2 separate regions of the Sus scrofa genome follow, and region 2 is linked to region 1. The links are chromatin contacts, called in public promoter capture Hi-C maps. All regions are on one chromosome and are shown on one strand. Each heading gives the region's core, a stretch centred on a gene start, on an enhancer-like site or on the middle of the called end of the contact. The rest is flanking DNA. Distances are from core to core; before and after follow the strand shown.

What was found. Promoter capture Hi-C pulls out the DNA fragments that hold promoters and counts their contacts.
Region 2: a promoter capture Hi-C map of liver shows a contact between it and region 1, with 6 times the contacts expected there. The contact joins the promoter of ACP6 here to the promoter of RNF115 in region 1. A contact is called at or near these places in 1 of 5 promoter capture datasets (liver) and 1 of 47 Hi-C or Micro-C datasets (embryonic fibroblasts).

What each region holds. Positions count from the first base shown.
Region 1 is chr4:99,491,368-99,498,014 of Sscrofa11.1, reverse strand. It overlaps RNF115 (E3 ubiquitin-protein ligase RNF115), which reads right to left and starts at 4,843. Exons shown (of 9, transcript XM_003481472.4): 1 at 4,214-4,843. The coding sequence starts at 4,315. POLR3C (DNA-directed RNA polymerase III subunit RPC3) reads left to right here and starts at 3,878. Exons shown (of 15, transcript XM_021089946.1): 1 at 3,878-4,799; 2 at 5,813-5,979; 3 at 6,507-6,647. The coding sequence starts at 5,833.
Region 2 is chr4:99,925,730-99,932,491 of Sscrofa11.1, reverse strand. It overlaps ACP6 (lysophosphatidic acid phosphatase type 6), which reads right to left and starts at 2,149. Exons shown (of 10, transcript XM_001928346.6): 1 at 1,453-2,149. The coding sequence starts at 1,671.

The DNA.
Region 1 (6,647 bases), core at 3,594-6,093:
GGCTACTCTGGTCTCCAAAAAACACTTAAGAACCACTTAGTTTCTCATCAATACCAAAAGTAGTTTTCTCTGCATATGATTTATCTTACCTGTTTAATGACTACTAGATTTAATCTCATAAAATGATATTCCCTGACCTTGATTTAAAAGTGGAGGAGGGTAGTATAGAGATGAAATGACACCTTTATATTCCATGACCCAGCCCTCTGTGGCATACCCAGTATCCCTCAATATCATAGAGTAACTATCAGTACTGGCTTCACAGTGTCTCTCAATGGGATAGTCAGGTGAGGTGGAAGTTTCTATTGTGCTTTGAAAATAACTTTAAATTACTTAAGCATTTCCTCTATCGTCTGATGGCCAAAACACATAACAAAGCCATTTTACCCAATTATATACAAACTTGAAACAAAAGGGTAAAGGGTTTCAGACCATATAATCAAAATCTCTTTTTTTTTTTTTTTTCTTTTTAGGGCCACACTGGAAGCATGTGGAGGTTCCCAGACTAGGAGTCACCACTGAGTGAGGCCAGGGATCAAACCTGTGTCCTCATGGATTCGAGTCAGCTTCGTCTCCACTGAGCCATGACAGGAACTCCCAAATCTCTTCTTTTAAAGTCCAAGTTTAGGGAGTTCTCGTTGCAGCTAAACCTACAAAGCATTAGACATAACTCTACCGCTCTCAGAAGTTATAACCAAAATTATTTTTTTAACGCAGACATTAAAGTTAGCTAATATGAATCTTTCAGAGGAGTAGGAGTGACAAGAAAAACAATAAACAAAAACCGTTTCAGGGATGAACGCTGAGCAAGCTACTGTTATTGCCTGCACATACTTCTGAATGTATCAGGAGGTGCTATAACCTAGAGAACGGGGAAGGGAGAGAAGAAATAAGAGTTGTAAAACCTTGCAACCTAGTGCCACAGAACACAATTACAACTCTATGTGGTGAGTAAATTGGCCAGAGATGAGAGGGCTCCGAAGCAGTCCCCTCCCACTGACTGGGTGAAGAAACCTACCCAGTGACAGCTCATGAAGAGCGGATGTAAAATTCAATGCCAGCCTCTGGTGCTCCCAAAGGACAACACTCATGGGTAAGGGATCTAGTGACCACCAGAGTTAAGTACCTCCTTGAGATGTAAATTAACTCCAGACAAGAAAAACTTCATTCTAGATAGCCTAGGTCTGGCTATCCACAGAAAGACAACCAGGTTTCACCCAACACTGATCCAGCACAAGAAACAATGCATACCTAATGTATGCTGCATACTTACAATGAAGGAATCTCAAGTTATACCAAAAAAATATTATTAAGGAGTTACCTGGTGGCTCAGCAGGTTACAGTGTTGTCACTGCAGTGGCTCAGGTTGCTGCAGTGGAGAGGGTTTGATCCCTGGTACTGGAACTTCCGCATGCCACAGGTGTGGCCAAAAAAAAAAAAAAAAATTATTTTTAAAACTTTTCAGAGTTCCCATCATGGCTCAGTGGTTAACGAACCTGACTAGGATCCATGAGGACTCGGGTTTGATTCCTGGTCTCACTTAGTGGGTTAAGGATCTGGCGTTGCGATGAGCTATGGTGTAGGTTGCAGACTCAGCTCATATCCTGCGTTGCTGTGGCTGTGGCATAGGCTGACAGCTACAGCTCCGACTGGACCCCTAGCCTGGGAACTTCCATATGTCACGGGTATGGTCCTAAAAAGACAAAAAAAGGCAAAAAAAAAAAAAAAAAAAAAAAAAAAAGCCCTCTTCAGTGTTGTCCTACATACACAAAAATCATTACTGACTAACCAGTGTTGAGTTGGTTTTTCAGAAGCAGAGAAAGAGATATACTGAATCAGCCACTTACTAACCTGATCATTCTTACAACCAACATTTTTAAGATGACATTTTCAAGATGGCAAGGCAATAAATAAATAAATAAATAAATAAATATGCATAGCAACAATGATTTACTAAAGGTTTCTCCTTTCTTCCTCAACTCACTCTTCCTTTTCTAACTCGGTCTATGCTATTGTCCTCAATCTGAATTCTACCTATCCTTCAAAACTCAATTTAGGAGTTCCCTAGTGGCCCAGCAGTTAAGGATTTGGCATTGTCACTGCTGTGGCACAGGTTAGATCCCTGGTCAGGGAATTTCCACACACCTTGGACGCAGAAAAAAAAAAAAAAAAACAAAAAAAAACTCAAATTTAAATCACATTTTGTTTGTCACTTCTTCCCAACCTCATATCACCAACACCTCCCTCTGAATTCTAAAGCACATATTATCCATCCTCATTCACCTTGGTTATTACTTTTAACAATACTGTGAGGTGCTTAAGAGCAGAAACCATATATTCCTCAGTATTACCTCCAGGACCTTCAGTTGAGAACCTTGTATGTCTGCAGGGAAGTATTCCGTTACACTTAAAAGTGTTATGCCTCAATTTACAAATCAGGCATGACAGATAATAAATCAGACTAGAAAGATCAATGACTTCTCCTCCAGGCATCAAACTAAGGCTTAGAAAAACACCTAAAAAGTCTTTCAAATGAGCCCTTTTCAAGAGCACTTTGAAGTGAGGACTTGAGATGGTAGGGAGAAAAGATACAGTAAGTGGAGGAAAGTTAGACTGTTTTCTCACTCTCAAAGGCAAACGGTGAACAGCAACTTAAAGATCAGAATAGCCAAGGCCTCACTGTTCATTAGGGCATCACATTCAACATGTCACTCATCACACATGCACTGGCTGAATTCCAGACTCCCTCTCTGTGGTAAGGAAGAGTTCTGGAGCCTCCAATGTCCACTGGAAAAACAAACAAACAAACAAACAAGCCACGGCACCTGCTCTTCTCAGCACTGAAGTATAGCAAAAAGCACACAGACACAGACACACAGCCAAATCATCCAAGCAAAACTAAAAGAGCGTGTAGATGAAACTACGACCATGAAGTTAGGGGTGGGGCAAATAGAGAAGAAAGAAAATACAGCAAAAGCCTGAAAAAGCACAACTCAAGTGAAAAGGCTAAAATACTGTTTAGGCACTTTTCACTGGACTCCACTGGTGTTTCTAAGAACTAAGACACAGAGACACACTTTAATAGGCTTTCTCACAGATTGTATCTGAGACACTATAAACACTGAGATAAGTAGTTACACAGACACCCTCTTAAGGCTGAACAAAGATACTTCTAAGGAAAAGAACAACCATAACTAGTTCTAAAGATGGTTGGCCAAAGGTAGGATTAACATTCACCCTGGTGGATCTCCCTGCAGTAGTAACTCAACCTAAAACAGCCTCTGGGCTTGGGGTGCAATAGCTGGCAAGCATGCTGCAGAAGCACTTTTTTTCCACAGCCAACAGCACTACCTCTCTAGGGGCTAACACAGTCTGGCAGAAACTGACGAAAACCAATTTTACGTCAGAGGATGCAGTCCCCAACATTCTGTCCTAGATCTTCTCACTAAGTGAAGAGAGAGAATGGGGGAGGGGAAGGAGGGGCGGGTAAGGCAGGTGGTGCTAAAGATACTGGCAGCATGACAACCAAAATAAGAGAGTTGAAAGAATATGTTCTGCCTTCTTCCTAAAGCCATTTCCTTCGACAGTGATTGGGATCGCAGTCCGCAAGTCATTAGTACACCGCTGTTTTCACTTTCACAAGAACGCTGGAAACCCCTGAAGAGTAAAATCCCCCTCTCTGCCCAGTTACCTTCCAACCCTCCCTCCCCCCCCCGCCCCGCTTTCTTCCCTCCTTCCCTAGAGACAATGAATAAAGACAATCCTCAGCAATCCGCTATATTGCTTCAATGAGGATAGTGGAAGGGGAGATCTGATGAAAAGTGGAAAAGGAAATAAAGATGAGAAGCAACAGCGGAAGGGGGGGGGAGGTCATTGTGGAAAGAGACAAGGTGAAGAAGAATGTAAGAAAACGGAGAGGAGGGGGTCAGCAGAAAACTTGCTAAGGAAAACCAGGAAAAAAAAAATAATAGAGGGCAGGTAAAAAGGGGAAAGAGTGAGGGACAGGTGGAGCATCCGAATGGAAAAAAGGCTGGGCGGGAGTTACTGAGCCACACAGCCCGGACGCCCGGGGTTTAGGAGACAGTGGGCAGCAGGTACCTGGGATACCCATGTCAGGGGAGTCGGGGCTGTGCGGGAAGCCTAAGCGCCGTTCTGGGACATCCGGACGAGGAACCCACGCGGACGCTGGCGTGCAGAGGACACACACTCTTACCGGTAGTTTGGGGCTGACCTCGCCCTTGCAAAAGTGGCAGAAAAACCGGTGCGCGGCAACAGCGGCGCCTGCGCCGGCCCCGGCCGCCGAGGCCTCCGCCATTTTTCTCTCCCGGCGCCGCCGTCCGAGAGGGCAGCCGGCCCGTCGCTCCCCAGGCCGCTACCTCCCGGCTACAAGAGACGCCTCTGCCTCCGCCGCCGCCGCTTCTTCAGCGCAGCTGGCCGCTCCAGAGTCCGCGCGGGTCACGTGAGCCCGCCCGGCCCACAAGGCGTCGGCGAGGACGGCGACCCCACGGCCCGCCTCCCGGCACCAAAGAGCTACAGGAAGGAGAGTCCGTCCGGCGCTGCCCTCCCGCCGGCTCCTCTAACACCCCTCGCCGGTCCTCCAACCTCCCAGCGAGAAGGAAGCAAGAGCGTCCCCGGAAACCACCGAAACGCTGGGGTAGAGCGGCACACGTTTTTCCTCTTTGCTGACCCTCCTCGTTGGCCGGGCTCCTGCGCAAAAGGGCCTTGGGGTGCCTTCTGCTCGAGCCGCTGGCTGGAGCCGCACGAGGTCGGCGGCGGCTTTAGATTGCATTGACCCAGAGGTTAGTGGAAAATGCGGTCTGAATGAGGCCGTTTCTCTAGACCCAGGGACCCAGTCCGGAACCGGAACCTGGGGGAAGGAAGTGTAGAATCAGGAGCCAGGTTCCTTGGAAATCCTTATCAAGGATGGCAGATGGTCTGGGGATACTTCCCCAAAGACCTGTGAGTGGGAATACTGAGACTGAAAGACACAGTCTTGGCTTCTGAGGGATTGGGAGAAATAAATGAACAGACCAGTGTGTGGTAGCACTTATGACAACAAGTGATTTTATAGTCAACTATGTTTGTTTCTTTTTGTGTCTACTTTGTCAAGGAGTAGAAATTTCAGAATACTGCCCTGCCAACAACATGCTTCATCTGTTGTTTGAAACACTCTGTTGAGACGCTCCTAATTTATTTTGCAAAGTTGTCATTTCTTACGGATTGGGAATGACACTTCCTGTTCACTCCCAATAGGCTGTGAATAGTGTCCTTAATTCCTCCAAATAAAATCATCTACACACGATATTTAAAGAAAATTGGACTCGTACATCCCATAAGGATAAGTTTGATATATTGTCTTGCAGTCTTTTTTTTCTTATACCTATAAGAAAAAAGGGGGTTTTTTTTTCACAATAATTTAAGTTTCTTCTACATTTTGCTTTGTAACCTGCTTCTTTCACTTAATGAACAATTTTGTACACTAATACATGTTACACTTCATTGTAAACATAGACGTAGTATGCCATTGTATGAGTCTACCATAATTTATTGAAATAATCCCGTATTGTTAGATATTATATTGTTTCTGGAATGTCAGTATTCTAAAGTGACATCATTATTATTCGCTTGAAACAAAATAGCCAAAGCAAAAGTATTAGGTCAAAGATATGCAAGATTTTAAGGCTTTTGACGTATCTACTGTCAAGTTGCCCTCCAAAAAGTACATGAATTTACACTTAGCAGCTCTACTCCAACATAAAAGAAAAACTTCCCATCGTGCTATTTTTTCTTTTCTTTTCTTTTCTTTTCTCAGGTCTGAGACTTCTCAGTACAATGACTCAAGCAGAAATTAAACTGTGTTCTTTATTGCTGCAAGAGCATTTTGGAGAGATTGTAGAAAAAATTGGAGTCCACCTAATCAGAACTGGCAGCCAGCCACTAAGAGTTATTGCCCATGACACAAGAACATCGCTGGATCAGGTATGTTTGGATCACACTAATTTGCTTTTATTTCATTAGTTTCCTTTACCTACCCTTGAATATTACTACTCCCCACCCCACAAAATACAAAAGAGAGCTACACTGAGATCAGAACAGTGTCATTGGGAGGGAGAGAGGATGAGACATAGTGCCTAAGGTTCTGCTTCTCAAAGCGATCTGGCTCACTGTGGCTTCTTAGGCAAACCTGTGCTTTTCATTTGCCATACTTCATTCATGCATGATGAGTCTATTAATTTCAGCACTACCTTTAAGGAATGGCAGTAACAGAGAGCAAGTAAGTTGTACTTTGTAAGATAAAGATCAGAGGAAATATGAGCTAGGAATCCTCCTGATTTCTTCATAAGATGAACAATGCGATTCTTAACAGCTATTCCAATGGAGAGAGAGAAGATGCACGGAGGTTCCAGCCATCTCCTGAAGTTTAGTAAATTGTTGGACAGAAATTGCCAACAATAATGAACTGCATTTTCCAATTTTTTTTTCTCTTTCTTTTGTGTCCTCTCTAGGTTAAAAAAGCCCTTTGTGTCCTCATCCAGCATAACCTGGTGATATATCAAGTGCACAAACGTGGTGTGGTGGAGTATGAAGCCCAGTGCAGCCGGGTGTTGCGAATGCTTAGGTATCCCCGGTACATCTATACTGCCAAA
Region 2 (6,762 bases), core at 900-3,399, 440 kb before region 1:
TGATAACTTTGTCTTCTATTCCTATATGTTATTTTTTCATATAGCCTTTCTACACAGAGAATAAATGGAGAAGAAAGGGGAGTACACAAGAGACAGGCGAGGCACAAAACCGTAAGGAAAATTTCATGACCTAATATAAAAGGCAAAGTAAGGGACTGAGAAAAGATCCAAGCATCTAAGAAAGAAAGAAAGAAAGGTAGGAAGAAAGGAAGAGAAAGAGAGAGAGGAAGGAAGGAAGGGAAAAGGAAAAGAAAAAGAAAAGAAAGAAGGAAGGGAAAGACAAGGGAAGGAATTCTGGTACCATAAAGAATTTGGTATAAAGCTAACTAGAAACCTGATAATAGAATAAAGTGCAGACCAAAATTTATTTATGTACATGGGAAGTGCTGTAGAGGTCTGATTTCATGTGCAGCCAGCTTTAAAAATTGGATTTTTGGTTGTACAATGGGAGGACACAACTCTAAGGGTTTCTTAAAGCAACTATCATCATGAGTATATCCAATATTACGTCTGGATATCTTGTTGAACTTGCCCCAACATCAACCTGGAGAAGCAACAAAGCAAAAACACCTCACAGGTAAGTTTGACACCTAGATGCCTGGGGATTTCAGATTGCCTATTTATCTTCAATAGGAAGACAATTATTTAACTCCAGGCCTGCTGCTATGAAAGGCCAAGAGATCTTTACTGGCTTTCCCCAAGAATCAAATCCAGAAAACATAATCATCTTAAAAACAATTTGTGTTTTAATCATAATTATCCTGACCAAAATCAGGCACATTTCAAAACAAAGCCACAAGACTAATACTTTTTAATTTTTTTTCTACCTCTGATTCCTTGTACAATAGATTTAGAAGCCCAAAATGAGCCTCAAGATACAGCACTTGTTACCGAAGAACCTGATTCAAGGGATCGCAAATGGTCTCCAGCAAACCCTGAGAGAAGGCTGAAGTAAAATCTATTCCCAAAGATATTAACCTCTGTTATCCACTCTTATTTCAGTTAGGGTTGTTCCTGTCACAAAGTTCCTTGCAACTCACTCTCTGACAAATTGTCAAAATGGTCACACAAGTCACTTGTACTCAAGTTCACGCAAATACTTATTAGAATGCAGAATCTCAGGCCCTATCCAGCACCTGCTGAATCAGAATCTGCATTTTAACAAGATTCCTAGGCGATTTATACACACTTCAGGAGGCTGTGCTATACATCACAGCCATCAGGGACATAACTTTAAGTTCCCAGGACTGCCCTACAATCAGAGGGCCCCAGAGGGCTGGGGACAGAGGGCACCAGCACCTTTGTTCAAACTATCTTCCGTTCATCTGGACCCAGTCCGAACCCCCGCTGCATGAGAATAAAATTCCAAAAGCTCGTGTTGGGGCGAAGTGCCTGGCCCGCCACGGCTTGGCCACACAGTCCTTGCCTCCATCAGCCCCGCCGATTTCTCACCTGCTCCTCCTGCGGGAGCGGCTTGAGAGGACTCCGCGCCCCGTGTCGAAACACGACTTGCACCATTTTCAGCTCCAGCAAGCTTTGGTCGACTGCCTTTTGGTCGTCCGCCCCCCGCAGCTCGGCCAGGGCCACCCGCCGCTGGTGGAGACAATGTACCAGCGACGTGAAGACGCCCACTGGGGCCCACAGGCGCACCCTGAAGAGACCGGAGATCATGGTGGAATCCCCTGGGTTGCCCTCCCGGGTGAGGGTGCAGAAAGCGAACGCAAGTCTTCCGCGGGCGACGGGGCTCAGCGGCCTCCCCCAAGTTCCCGGGAGTCGGCGGGAGAGCACATCCGCCCACCCCCGACACCAATCTGAGACCGCTGAGACTCCCAGCCCTGAAGGGGACCCCGAGTGGGAGAGTGGAGTAAGAAGAGGAGCTGTGAGCAGCGAAGACTCCCCGGGAATTTTAACCCGGGTCGGGCTTGGCCGCTGCTGCCGCAAAATGGACAGGCGGGAGCTTAGCTCATCTTTCGCCCTTAAACTTGTATTGCAAGTTTGGCGTCTAGTATTCTTTAAATGACAGGAACCAGCCGTGAGTTCCTCGACTGCAGTGACTCCACTTTTCTATAAGCTTCCACTCGTTATCTCACCCACTCAGGAACCTGCCCCAAGTGGACCCGCGCCGAGGAGCACGGGAAACGAGTCCCGCGGTGACGTCTGTCCGGGGGCTCTGAGTTCCTAGAACTACAACTCCCACAAGGCTGCGCGCCGCGGGCCCTCCCTGGGAGGTATTTTCCTCCGCATTGGGCAGAAGGCCTCGCCCCTGAAGCCGGCTCGTTGGAACTCTCCAGGACTAGGTTTTCAGTGTGTGGGAGTGAATCCGCGAGTTTGTCGGGCAATTAGGGTAGGAAAACGTGAAGATGGGTAGGATTGGGTAGTGGAAAGGATCTATTTTTGAGCCTAGGGAGTGTAGAAGACTTCCTTGTAGTCTTGGAAGTTGGGGTTCCTGAGTTAACGAGACAAGACACCTACTTATATTTGCAAAGGGCGACACTAGGCGCTTTATATATAATTTTCATTTACTGTCTTTTTTTTTTTTTTTTTTTCTTTTCAGGGCCGTAGTCACGGCATATGGAAGTTTCAGGCTAGGGGTCTAATTGGAGCTGTATCTGCCCACCTAAGCCACAGCCACAGCCACGCAGGATCCTAGCCGCACCTGTGACCTACACCACAGCTCAAGGCAACACAGGATCCTTAACCCACTGAGTGAGGCCAGGGATGGAACTTGCATCCTCATGGATAACAGTCAGGTTCTTAATCTCTGAGCCACAGCAGGAACTTCCCCCCTCCTTCTATGTTTAAAGAGGCTTAAATCTTTGCCAACCTATAGAACTTCAAGCTCACTGATGTGTTTACTTACATCCAGAATATTTCTTGAGGAAAAAATCCAAGCCTTGCCTGCAGATGTCCCAGAGACTAAGCACCTTAGCTAACCTTAACCACTTGCCAGTATGGTTTTTCATGGATATACAGCTGCCCCAGGCCTTTGTTCCTGAACTTTCCAACAGGGCACAATCAAACCATCTGTGTCCATCTCAAGACAAAAGTCAAGTTGTGCGCCCTTTGTGGCGCAGTGGTTAACGAATCCGACTAAGAACCATGAGGTTGAGGGTTTGATCCCTGCCCTTGTTCAGTGGGTTAACGATCCAGCGTTGCCGTGAGCTGTGGTGAAGGTCGCAGACGCGGCTCGGATCCCGCGTTGCTGTGGCTCTGGTGTAGGCCGGTGGCTACAGCTCCGATTAGACCCCTAGCCTGGGAACCTCCATATGCCACGGGAGTGGCCCAAGAAATGGCAAAAAGACAAAAAAAAAAAAAAAAAAAAAAAATCGGAAGTGTCTGTTGTGGCTCAGCAGAAACACATCCAACTAGTATCCATGAGGATATGGGTTCCATCTCCAGCCTCGTTCAGTGGGTGGGGGAATCTGGCCTTTCAGTGAGCTATGGTGCAGGTCACAGACGTGGCTCAGATCCTGCGTGACTGTGGCTGTGACTATGGCTGTGGTGTAGGCCAGCAGCTGTGGCTCTGTTTGTATGCTGGGAACTTCCATATGCCTCAAGTGTGGCCCTAAAAAAAAAAAAAAAAATTCAACTGAGTAAATTTGAAGATTTAATTGGCTTAAACTCTTTGTAAGTTGGGTAGCATTCCTTCTTGCAACCAGAAGAGCACTAGGGAGAGTTGTACAAAATGAAAGATTTTTAATAGGCTGGAGGAGGGTAGGGCAAGAAGGTACTAATAAAAGAAAAGAAAGGTTTATGGTTTAGGCTGGGACTTCTGGGAAGGGGGGCAGAGAAAGGGAGAGGCAAGGGTTTTATCATGCAGATTGCCTTTTGGAAGGTGGGGAATGAAAGAAATGATTGAAAGGGACTGTGTGAGAGATTACCTTACTTGTGCAATTAGATATAGGTACTAAACCTACATACTAAAGCTGGATTTGGTATCTGAGCTTTAGCACAAGTGACATCATTTGGGAACTGTGGTTTTCTTTTTAACAACATCCAACCAGTTCTGTCATCATTCAAATTCGATCCTTGAGTCAAACTGGGCCAGATGTGAGGGCATTTATGGAGAAAGGCTCCTGAACCGAGTCTAAACTTGTTCACCAACTAGAAACTTCTGAATGTCCTACTGTCAGGAAGGGTCATTGTGGCACACTGCACATTGTCACAGTTTTTGCCCTGGCCCAGCCCATTCCCAGAGTTTGATTGTGTGTCTTGATAGCATTACAAACTGAAAGCGGGAGATCCCATCATGGCTCAGTGGTTAACGAATCTGACTAGCATCCATGAGGACACAGGTTTGATGCCTGGCCTCGCTCAGTGGGTTAAGGACCAGGGTTGCCATGAGCCATGGTGTAGGTCGCAGACTTGGCACAGATTTTGCATTGCTGTGGTTGTGGCATAGGCCAGCAGCTACAGCTCTGATATGACCCCTAGCCTGGGAACCTCCATATGCTGCGGGTACGGCCCTAAAAAGCAAAAACACACAAAAAATCAAAACCCGAAAGCATTTTTTCTAGTCTAGGTAAGGTTATCAGGAGCACCAGACACACTGCTTCAGAACTTGTGTGATGAAATGTAACCTCAGTGGGGAAAGCTGTTCTCTGCAGTTGAAGGAAAACGTGGTGTAACTTTAGTGTGGGAGGCCCTGGTGTGTGAGCAGCTTCAGCAGCCCTGGTAGTGCCAGCACATCAGAGGAGTTTCAAGGCAATATAATGTTGGCATCTGGGCGCCATGCCCTTCTTTGTAATGGACAGGCCATCCTAGTCCACACCCTGCACCCTGGCAGCCTCAGGCATCATGAGAAACACCTTTCCCTTGTATGAGCTTGTGCCACCAGGACACATGTGTGTGCTTGAGGTGGGGAGCAGTGCTGGAGATGTCTTAACAATAGATTTCTGTTCACAGAACTAGAACAAACAATCCAAACATTTATATGGAACCACAAAAGACCCAGAATTGCCAAAGCAATCCTGAGAAACAAAAACCAAGCAGGAGGCATAACTCTCCCAGACTTCAAGAAATACTACAAAGCCACAGTCATCAAAACAGTGTGGTACTGGTACCAAAACAGACAGACAGACCAATGGAACAGAATAGAGAATCCAGAAATAAACCCTGACACCTATGGTCAGTTAATCTTTGACAAGGGAGGCAAGAACATAAAATGGGACAAAGAAAGTCTATTCAGCAAGCATTGCTGGGAAACCTGGACAGCAACATGCAAAGCAATGAAACTAGAACACACCCTCACACCATGCACAAAAATAAACTCCAAATGGCTGAAAGACTTAAATATACGACAGGACACCATCAAACTCCTAGAAGAAAACATAGGCAAAACACTCTCTGACATCAACATCATGAATATTTTCTCAGGTCAGTCTCCCAAAGCAATAGAAATTAGAGCAAAAATAAACCCATGGGACCTCATCAAACTGAAAAGCTTTTGCACAGCAAAGGAAACCAAAAAGAAAACAAAAAGACAACTTACAGAATGGGAGAAAATAGTTTCAAATGATGCAACTGACAAGGGCTTAATCTCTAGAATATACAAGCAACTTATACAACCCAACAGCAAAAAAACCAATCAATCAATGGAAAAATGGGCAAAAGACCTGAATAGACATTTCTCCAAAGAAGATATACAGATGGCCAACAAACACATGAAAAAATGCTCAACATCGCTGATTATAAGAGAAATGCAAATCAAAACCACCATGAGATACCACCTCATACCAGTCAGAATGGCGATCATTAATAAATCGACAAATAACAAGTGCTGGAGGGGCTGTGGAGAAAAGGGAACCCTCCTGCACTGTTGGTGGGAATGTAAACTGGTACAGCCACTATGGAGAACAGTTTGGAGATACCTTAGAAATCTATACATAGAACTTCCATATGACCCCGCAATCCCACTCTTGGGCATCTATCCGGACAAAACTCTACTTAAAAGAGACACGTGCACCCGCATGTTCATTGCAGCACTATTCACAATAGCCAAGACATGGAAACAACCCAAATGTCCATCAACAGATGATTGGATTCGGAAGAGGTGGTATATATACACAATGGAATACTACTCAGCCATAAAAAAGGATGACATAATGCCATTTGCAGCAACATGGATGGAACTAGAGAATCTCATCCTGAGTGAAATGAGCCAGAAAGACAAAGACAAATACCATATGATATCACTTATAACTGGAATCTAATATCCAGCACAAATGAACATCTCCTCAGAAAAGAAAATCATGGACTTGGAGAAGAGACTTGTGGCTGGCTGATGGGAGGGAGAGGGAGTGGGAGGGATCGGGAGCTTGGGCTTATCAGACACAACCTAGAATAGACTTACAAGGAGATCCTGCTGAATAGCATTGAGAACTATGTCTAGATACTCATGTTGCAACAGAACAAAGGGTGGGGGAAAAATGTAATTGTAACGTATACATGTAAGGAGAACCTGACCCCCTTGCTGTACAGTGGGGGAAAAAAAAATAAAAAAATAAAATCATTCTCTTTAAAAAAACCAAAAAAAAAAAAAAAAAAAAAACCAAAAAAAAAACCACAATAGATTTCTGCAGGAAGCCACAGCAGGTGAGGTTAGAAAATGACAGATTCCACGTGGTGGTTGAAAGCTGGGTTTGTGGGAGTTCCCTTCAGGGCTCCGTGGTCAGTGAATCCAACTAGGATCCATGAGGATGTGGGTTCAACCCCTGGCCTTACTCAGTGGGTTAAGTATCTGGCGTTGCCGCAAGCTGCGGT